Linked DNA regions of Zea mays: region 1 is linked to region 2. A link is a contact called in public Hi-C data. All regions are on one chromosome and are shown on one strand. The core of a region is the stretch at or near the end of the contact, and the rest is flanking DNA. Distances in the headings are between cores, read along the strand shown. Region 1 holds the start of LOC103634840 (bromodomain and WD repeat-containing protein 3). Region 2 holds the start of LOC100282907.

Evidence for each region. A called contact is a pair of places that touch in the nucleus more often than the background predicts.
Region 1: a Hi-C map of ear shows a contact between it and region 2, with 3 times the contacts expected there. The contact joins the promoter of LOC103634840 here to the promoter of LOC100282907 in region 2. A contact is called at or near these places in 2 of 25 Hi-C or Micro-C datasets (ear and tassel).

Annotation. Positions count from the first base shown.
Region 1 is chr8:16,017,866-16,023,186 of Zm-B73-REFERENCE-NAM-5.0, forward strand. LOC103634840 (bromodomain and WD repeat-containing protein 3) reads left to right here and starts at 2,316. Exons shown (of 23, transcript XM_008657430.4): 1 at 2,316-2,610.
Region 2 is chr8:15,723,213-15,728,242 of Zm-B73-REFERENCE-NAM-5.0, forward strand. It overlaps LOC100282907, which reads right to left and starts at 1,412. Exons shown (of 3, transcript NM_001367094.1): 1 at 1,071-1,412; 2 at 853-971; 3 at 210-729. The coding sequence starts at 1,322. The coding sequence ends at 333. LOC100280991 reads right to left here. Exons shown (of 5, transcript NM_001153911.2): 4 at 3,737-3,860; 5 at 3,095-3,647. The coding sequence ends at 3,417.

The DNA of each region.
Region 1 (5,321 bases), core at 1,066-3,565, 300 kb after region 2:
GCTCTCACATTGTCCCCCGCCCCCGCCATGGCTTGCCCTCTTGACAAAGACGACAAGGGGCAAGTGACGCCAAACACAAGTACGCCTTGAGACAGGCAAAGATGTGTGAAGCAAAGATTTGGTCTATGCTCTATCATCGTTCTAAAAAAAGTTGTGTCTGAAGGTCCTTGATGCTAGTGAAACAGAAGTGGTGGTTGTTTTGGAGTGGCTAGAGTAGGGAAGACGACGTTCGTCACTGAAGTCTGCAGAAGTGAAACAGAAGTGGTTGCTATTGGTGGTGCATGAATGATGTGTTGGATGGTCAGAAATATCTGGTTGTGCTGGATGATGTCTAGAACGAAGATTCCTGCAAGTGGAACAATTTGTTGGAGTTACTATGGGGCAAGAAAACACTGGAAAACAAAATTATTGGTACTACCATGATTCCTACAATTGCAGCCGCAATACAGTTTGTAAGAACACACAACATTAACTTACAACCCTTGTCAACAGAAGTTTCACAGAAGCTACTAAAGACTACTGGTAAAGGTAATTTCTTTAGAGAAAACTACAATGCATATGGATTTAAGGGTTCAATCACTAAAAGTACTGTTGAAAGGTGCAGTGGGCTGCCCAAGCTTGTTTATTTAATGAGCTATTTCATAAGGGAAGATACATGGAGGAGCCATGCGTGCAGTTGAAGCATTTGAAGAAAAAATATTCTATGCACATACTAGTTGCTAGGTCATATGAACAATGCAGATAACAGTAGGTGACAATAAGTAGTAGATGTAAAGTTGTGTCTCTATACCCAAGTTATAAACCAAAATAAAATAGTTTCTAGGCCATGCCCGTATATATAAAATAGTCAGTTCGACCTGTGAACAATGCGGTCGACCAGGGTACCTACAACAAGCTGCTCTCGGAGGTGCCCAAGTACAAGCATATCACCCCTCCATCCTTTCTGAGTGCCTCACGGTAATCACTCATTTTATATCTGTGTTGTTTGTGTGCAAACCCTATGAATAACCTCAACAAAGATTAATTTGCTTCAACATCAGTGTAGATTATCTTTAATTACTTGGCGTACTACATGTTCAAAAGTATTCAATTGGAAAACATCAATACATCTACACAAGGATCTATGAGCAGTATAACAATCTCTACCTATAGTTGATGCTACCTGCTACTGTTTTACTTTTCCGTTTGGTAAAGCTCTCGAGGTAGCTAGTTAGGTATTTTAATCTACAAACTACATAACTGACATACATTGGGACCGATCGTTGTATAACATGTACAAGAACCTGAGTTGTTTGGACCAACTCTGGATTTTTTAAATCTAAATTAATCTGTAGGTTAACCTAGGCAAGAGCGTAGAAGATCAAGTACCTAAGGAACCAATAACTTTTCTATACGTATGTCATATAAAGGTAGTTAATATGAACTAATCCAATAAAACAACAAACTGTACTAAACAAAACGTATTATGTTGTCATAGAGAGGTAGTTCTGAATTGTCGAGACGAGTTAGTAATTTATTCGAAGTCGACTTTCTGAACAACAATCTGTACATCTGCTTAAATCATTTGTTAAGGCTGAATCATTTGAACTTTAGCATGGACAGTGATTTATTCAAACTCTACTTTCTGAAACAGTATTTGTCTTGTTGGAATTGTTGCTGTGTTTATACTTGTTGGTATTTACTTTTCAATATTGCTCATGTAGCTTGTTTAGTTCCACTCTGTGTACTTGACTGTTATCGTTGAGACTAGGTTTGTTGTATTTCAAACTCATTATGTTCGCACAATCTTACGTAATTGATTCATTTTTATCTAATTGTAGGCCTAATCTACATTTCCATCTTTGAATATTGGTTGCTGATGGTACTTACAAGGTGGACATATTGTACTTGTTTTACACTAGTCTGCTTGATGTCGTTATCTATTTTTTGAGACATTGGTGTGAAGATTAACATGAGAACCAACTGTATGAACTTTGGAACGATTAACTTTGGAGTGCCTTGTGGCAATTAGCCTTTTCTATCCGATGCATGTATTTATATTGAACAAAGTCTATCCTTACTACCAGTTTTGTGGATTGCAACAACATTTTAGAATTCTTTATTTTCCCTATTTTTTCTATTTTTTATTAGTCAAGATTTTAATCTATATCTCTTTCAAATGAACATAGGGTAAAATCACCCTAGATCATCACCCTAGATCGTAGGAGTGTCCACTTAAATTGATCATATAGATACATTGATTTTTATTGGTTCGTTTAATTGAGCCACTTGCAAAAACGATAATACCATTTCAAAAGCTCAATGGACTCAAAAGGAATATAGGAAAAGTTTAAAACCCTTTTTTCGCACGGACACTAGTGTCAATGTTTCGTGGGCCGGCTGATCGTCTTTCGGCCTGGTGGGAGCGTTCGTTTCGTTGGCCCGTGCCGGCGTGCCCTCCGGTCCTCTTCTCGTTCTCCCCCGAGCGGCTCTCGATCTGGTTTGCTCCGCGTCGTCGCTCCCTGGACGTCGCCGCCCTAGTGGTTCGCTTCGCCGCTTCTCGCGCTCTCCGGCTTCTACGCTGGTGGTCGGTTGTTCGAGAGCGGCTCCGGCGGGCGGCGTAGATCGGCGGTAGGTCTTTCACTTCCTCTCCGCTCTCTGTTTTCTCGGTGCTGCAATGGTGCGGCCTGCGTGTCTGTGTGGAGGGGCCGCCGCCCGCCGCGTTCTCCGATTTGGCTTTTCCGCTTGTGCGAACTGGTTCCAGGTGGGTCACCGTGGTAGGAATTTTTCTGCGCCGCTCGGCGCTCGCCTCTGTGCTACTTCTGCGTTTCTATAAACGCAACCCACTAACCCATTAGCCTGTTACCAAAAAAACCCAATAGCCCGTTAATGTACCCGAATCGGACTATTCGGATCATACACCCGCGAACCAACAGCCCCGTCTCTCTCAGCCTCCTCCGGTCCTCCCCCACCACTGTGCGTCTGTGCCTAGGGTTCGTACGGGGACGACAGGACAGCGGCCTCCGCCGTCCCTCCGCCGCCGTAGGTGCCCTGTTCGTGCCGCACGGGCGCTGCCAAAGCGCCCTCCATATCTGGCATGCCTCTGAGCCGCCGCAGCCGCGTCACCAGAGGGTTCGCAGACAAGGTGGTCTGTCTCTATCCTCCTGCCCCCTCTACCTCGAATTGCGGCAACCTCGTACCGCCTTTCGCCTAAGTGATTTGTGTTAGCTAGATTGGTAATTTGTGCCTGTTGATGCGTCCAGTGGTGTGCGGAGGATGCAGCGATTCCGGTTTTGTTTTGCCATACCTAAGAGTTGATTCAGAACTCCGTCCGGTTGTTGATAATTGAGCCGATTTCATGGGTTTTATTACTAGGGTTTAGCATGACTTGCTTATGTTGGTTGCCCCCCCTCCCCCCTCCGTGCATGCACATAGTTGAGTGTTCTGAATATTGGATCTACTTGTTTTATGAATGCTGTGAATTCTAGTGTTCCAGTGATGGGAAACTAAGACCATCTCCAACAGCTTACCTATAACCATATCCATATTCAAACTACACTATATAAACAGTGCAATCTACAATATAAAACGATGCAAAACGGTGTTTTTAGTGAGACAATATGTGTGCAATGTACAGTAGTTCATCCATATGGTCACCAAAAACACTTTTTTTTGTTGCTTTTTGACCCTTTTTGCAAAAGATTTTCATAACTACGCCCTTTTTGGTTTGAATTCAGGAAATTGACCCTTACCTTGGCGCCAATATAAATGACATCGAGATCTCACTCTGGTAAGTCGAGCTGGCGCCTATGTGGCAGTAGGTCGTCGTCGTGGTATTTGGCGCTGACCTCCTTTCCTAGAAACGGCTGCTCGGCCTCATCCTTCATTGACACACACACACACACCACTCATTGAGGCCGAGCGACCGTTCTTAGGAAAAGAGGTCGGCACCAATGACCACGACGCCGACCTCCTGCCACGTAGGCGGCAGCTCGACATACTAGAGCGAGGTCTTGGCGCCATTTATATTGGCGCCGAGACGTGTAAGCTAGGCGCCAATAATAATGGCGCTAAGGTAAGGGTCCATTTCCTGAATTCAAACCAGAAAGAGCGTAGTTGTGAAAATCTTTCGCAAAAAGGGTCAAAAAGCAAAAAAGACGGCCAAAAACACCTTTTGCACTATTTTGCACTGTAGATTGTATTGTTTGTAGAGTCTAGTTTGAATATGGGTATGAGTATGGGTAAGCTGTTGCAGATGGTCTAAGTGGTCCAGGAAGAAATTGCGGTTTTGCTTGTTAGGAGCCGGTGAGCTTGCAGGCTAGTATGTATCTATTAATATGAAAGGTGGATAATATAGGATGAATATATGTATATTACATAGCGTTTGGATCTCTGCCGTTTGTTGTTCTGTTGACATTGATGCTTAGAATAGCGAGTCGGAGAGGTTGAAGAGAAATTATCACTTTGTAATGTTTTACATATAAATAAACTGATATGCTTCCATGTGCTGATTATGTGGTCCAGTTTTGTGTACGAATATTACATACTTAACGTTTTGAATTCCTGCATTTGTTGTTCTGATGCTTAGGCGGCCGATTAGTGGGATTGTGGGAGAGGTTTAAGGGAAATTGTCGCTATGTAATGTTTAGATAAATAGACTGAGATGCTTGCATCAGCTGATTATATGGATACAAGTTCTTCTTTTGCTCCACAGTTCTGTGAGTTTTGCTTTCCTGTTTTTTGTTACCTACAATAATGTAGTGACAAGTTTTCTAAGTCCGTGAATTTTAACTTTAGGATAGATTCTTGCTTGCCTGTACTCTTGTACAATACACCACATTCCTTCTTAACTATGATTCCGCCATATCATTTCACTAGGTCGCAGGTTCGTAGCAGCCTCTTCTACATTTGCAGGGGAAAGACTTGCCTCGGTTTATCCCTTCCCTAGACCCCACTCTTGTGGGAGCCTCCGTCACTACTCACTGGGTCTGCCCTCTTTTTTATGATTTTGCCATATCATTTCAGTAGAGAAGTTGGTTTCGTTCAGTAACCATTTTTCTGGCATACTGTCAACTAGTTGCTGTGTTTCCCTTTTTCTTCTATTTCTGCATTTTAGGGTCTGTTTGGTTCACCTGTAGATTCCTGAAAATCTGATTTGTGAGAAAGCCGTTGTGAGACGACGATTATGAAAAAACTGAAATTTATTTGGTTGAAAGTTGAAACAACTGTCAACTATAGATTTTATAAGAGCATGACAATTTGTAACATGATTGCCAAGAATCTAGAAAATCTGGGGTAGAATGTGATTCTGAATCATACTAGAGGAATATGTAGATTTTTAG
Region 2 (5,030 bases), core at 162-2,661:
AGTTAACTCTGTTGTATATCCTTTGCCGAAGAGTATCCGCTGATTCCAGTAGTAGTTTACATAACCAAAGTTACGAGGTGGTGGTTCAATGGCCAAAGATTTCCGATTGTATAAACTGTGTAGGTGTCTATATGGCAAGTTAACAAGTTGGTGGATGGTCAAAAACAAATTAGTACACCTGACAGGCAAAGGCGATCGAGTCGAGTGAAGCGTTGAAATACGCAGTGCCACACACATTAATTATTCCAATTATCTTAGACGAAGTTCTTAGCACACCTGACAGGCAAAAGCGAGCAGGAGCAGTCACCCTGAAACAAAGTTACAAACACTAATTAATAATCACTCTCCTTCGGGACGATCTTGATGCCCTTGACGAGGAGCCCCTTCTTCCAGAGCCCGCCGTCGTACTCGAACAGGGAGATCTCAAGCTCGCCGCTGCGTCCCGCTCCCCCCGGCTGGGCCGGCGCCTTCACCTCCCCGGCCCTGAGCTCCAGCCACTGCTTCGTGGGCCTCCCCTGCAGCTTCTCCTTCCGCGCCTGAGCCGTGCCGTCGGGGAACCTGAGCCGCAGGTTCACCGGCACCGACCACCCGTACGCCGGCTCCGTGAGCATCACCTGGAAGGCCACGTCGTAGCTGCACCCCGGCGTGAGGTGCGACAGCTCCAGCCTCCCGTGCACCTCCAGCCAGCACACGTTCTGCAGCGACGCAGCCTCGACGATCTCGGCGTCACTGTACAGAGTAGAGGGAGAGAGAGTACAGGTACAGACATGGCTCGAATCGAGCTGAGCACTGAACTGAGCATGCATGTATATGTAATTGCTGGAGCAAGCACTACGTATAGATAGCACGTACTTGGTTTCTCTGACGGGATGCCAGATCCAGTATCTGGGATCGTCGCCCCAAGTGATGGACAGCGCTCTAGCGAACAGCACGAAGCAGTTGCACCTGGTCTTCTCGTCCACCCAGTACTTCTGCATCAATCGATCCATCGGGTTCGTGCCGCCTCAGCTACTAGTAAGCATCAGACAAGAGTTCAAGTGTACGTGTACGTGTTCGTGGCTGAAACCTACCTTGGTTTTCCCAGCCAGGTACACCCCGGTGCTGCACGCCTGATCCTCCAGCTCGGCTGCAGCAGCAGTGCCGCCGCCGCCGCCGGCCGTCGTCGCCTCCTGCGCAACTATCTCGTGGAACTTGTGAGGCGGCGGCGCCCGCTTCGACTGGGCCTGGTGGCTGTTGCTGCCAGTGCCAGAGGCAGCGCTGCTCGCCACAGCCCGGCCGTCTCCGGCGCGTGACGAGTCGTCGGACGACGGCGCCGCCCCCATTATTGGTTCTCCGCCTGCACTCTACCTGAAACTGGAACTCCCTGCAGAATTAAAGAAGAGCCAGCTAGCGCAGGGTAGGCTAGAGCTGACGAACAAGAACGAGCTGCTAGCTGCTGCTGCTGCGAGCTTTTAGGATTGCTGACAATGAAGTGCAGAGGGAATAACGTAGAGCCGCTTGAGATGGTGCCTGAGGAATCTGATTCCGGATGACAAAATTCTGTAGCGCAGAGACGGTGGTGGTGTTTACAGGAGAATCTACTAGCCAGCGGCTGAGGGTGGCCAGCGGGATGGCGTGCAGAGTTGCACCGATGCTGCACGAAATTGCACTGCCGAGTTGCACAGAGAGCCAGCAGGAGCTCCACAGCCGCCTCTTCTAGAGCGACATGTCCAACGCCGAGTACTGTGGTCGCCTCAAACGCCTTGCCTACACCCTCTACGACTGCGGCGCCGCCGTCACCGATTCAGCGCCCGTTATCAGCATGCTTCCTGGCCTAAACAGCAAGTTCGCTCAAGCTATCGCAGTGATCTCCACTGTGACGCCGCTGTCCACCTTCCTCTACCACAAATGGCATTCCCTTCGGGTCTTCCTCTGTTATTCCCAGTCCATGTGGATTGGAGAATAAACTACCGGATGTTTAGGCCACGAAGGTTGGTCTAAACATCAGATATTTTTTGCGGATATAAGGTTTGATCCACCTGTTCGTTTTTTGCTGAAACTCACCTAGAAATCGTTCCAGTTGATCAGACCTTATATGAATTATTAGATAAACAATCCGGTTAGGAATTGTTTCGGGTGACCAATTCTCAGGAACCAAACAGGCCTTAGGTGAGATTATAAGGAATTATGACTTGCTAGTTCAATCCACATGAATTGAGATTAACAGGTGGACAATTTTGATACGCTTCGATCGAGCCTGTCTTGTATTAGCTCATTATCCGAAGCATCCTCAAAGCTCTACACCAGTTGCCAGGTCTTGCTTGCTATCTCTGCTAGCTGTCCACATCACCTCACGTTTCTGGGACTTCTCCCACTTCTTCACCAGATGTTTAGATCACCTGAATTCTTTGTCCGGCGGCGACGGCAATCGTGACTGACGCGGCAGTGTTTCAGTCTGCTGGGCATCACACCAATCTACAAGCTATAAAAACTCACAATTTGCATGGCGCCTTGTTGCTGTTATTGGTCTGGTAACATATATAGCCTCTCTCTCCACAGAAAGAATTAGTAAATTCTATTAAAAAGAAGGATGTAAAGAGTTCCAACCCCAAAAAAAAAAATTAGATTGTAATAAAGCTACTATTCATGTTACGTGCTACAGTAATCGCTCGATGTAAATATAACATTTTTCCTTTTCGTATATGGTCCATCTATTCTGCTTGTGCTTATCCTTTGGTATCGCGTACATATGTTTATTCTGCGGGACAGTCAATTCACTGATCGACCGTTAGATAAAACAACAGAAACACTTCACAGTTTTTTTTAGTTCTGAGAGGCGGCTGTAGGTAGGTAGGTAGCTAGACGAAACTTACTTACCTCAGTTCCTACACAATTCAAGTTGGTCAGTAAAGGCTGCAGCCATCCTTATCAGAAGGGGTGCTCCTTCCCGTCCCATGAAACTGAACGATTTAACATTTGAAATTTGTCACACAGAGAGGTGGGTGGTGCTGACCTGAGACCCCGGGCCTGTTGTCAATCAGAAGCGCAGCAGATGTCATCATTCTTCTCGTAGGGGCACGCAGGTCTTTTGTCCTCAACATTGATCTGCGTGATAAATTATGTATGATGGAGTACATGTTACTGTAAGAGGGGAAAAAAAGATTCCATATATTCGACAAAACATGAGTTCCTCTTCTTTTACCCCCATGTATATCAAGGGGCATTTAACTAAGTGCCTCTGGTTGCCAAATGTCTTATCTTTCCTCACATCAGCTTATCATAGGTAAACGCAAGCATAAGGCACTGGGAAGATAGCAATATAGTTCTAATCTTGTAAATGGAGGCCTCTTGGCCTTCTCCTGCCTGCAAACTTTGCAATGCGCCTCTTCTGCACCATACATCCCACATTCGGAGGCTTCCTGCGTTCATGGGTTTTGCTACTGCCTCGCCCTCTTGGAGCTGCAGCTCGGGCATTTGTAATGCTTTATGCTCTCTGCCTTGGCAGGAGTTATCTTGACACACTTGCCATGGTACCATCGCTCGCACATGTCACACCCGATCCAAAACTCATCCGCGTTGTATATCCCACCACAGGTTCCACATAGGGTTTCACCGTGATCACTGTCATCTTCGTATGCTTCGTCTGTGACTTTTCCATTATTTTCTATCTGCCAATCATGTTTTTGTCACGGTGTGAGAAGAAAAAAAAACTGAACGTCGAGAAACAATGGTAGAATGAATAACAAATATCGTCTACCTTTACAGGCTTGGCTCTACCACCATTGTCCATACTGGACCTCTCTTTAGATTGTTGTTGTCTCGCACCGGAGACAACTTCAAAAACAGTTTGCAATTCATTAATCATACCAAATAAGCGCTTCCTGTTGGATGACAGTGAAAGCAGCGAGATATTAACAACATAGACTAGCTTAAGAAAACAAGATTTAAACAAACTTATGGGATGCAATATTATATATCTATCCTTTCAAATTTACATAAATAAATACATAATCAAAGAATATGTTCACAGTACTCAGATAAATGCGACGACATTATCATCACAGCAAAAACAGGCATCATACAACTGAAAAAGAAACAGGCTATTGCCAGCGGAATCCATAGAAGCATGGTATAGAAAGGCCAAATCTAGATTCTAGAGTGCTACTCTTGGTGCAACAATATCAAAAAGTTTCATGCTAGTGAGGGTTCACATTGATGTAAAACGACTAATCTGCAAGAACAACAAAAAATCACTTATTAAAAGAAGGAAAAGGTTTATCCTCCAAGTTGCTAGTACAGCATTCACACAGATTACAGTATTTAACTATTTGTACAAATATCGTCATGAAAAAAAGGAACTGCAGATTGCAGACTCTAAACTACCATAGGCATGTGCATTAGTACACTTAATATAAAAAAGAAAAGGTGCAGTGCAAAACACAACTCAAGAACTTTAAATCCATATAAAAATCAAGAACACAGAAATTGAATAAGATAACAGGCTGTGAATATCAAACATGTGCTCCTTATTTCACTAATACATATATCTCTTGAGCAAAGAATGGTTGCTTTTTTTGTAAATACTCTCTCCATTTGAAATTAGTAGCCATATTTTGCTTCATTAGGACAAACTTTGACCAACAATTACTCTACTAATGTCATTTATGTGATAAAAAATCTAGTGGCATTGAATTTGCATTACAAAATTGTATTAACACAAATTGTTGGTCAAAGGCTTGTCCTAACGAAATGAAATACTCCTACCAATTTCAAACTGTGGGAGCACATATAATTGTGTTGTGACTCTAAACAGGGTGTTACATATATTTCAGTATGGTATGATTTGTGAAAGGGCCTCTAACTGAGTTGGTTAGGTGGACTGAGTAGCACTCCTTAGGTCCTGAGTTCGAATCCCAGTGGGAGCGAATTTCAGGCTGAGATTAAAAAAGGTCACTCGCTGGTTCCCTTGGTTGTGTGCACATGAGATGGACTGACCTATGGGGGCGGCTCCTTGTGTAGGGGCTGCAAGGGCTCAAAGCACGAGTAAAGAT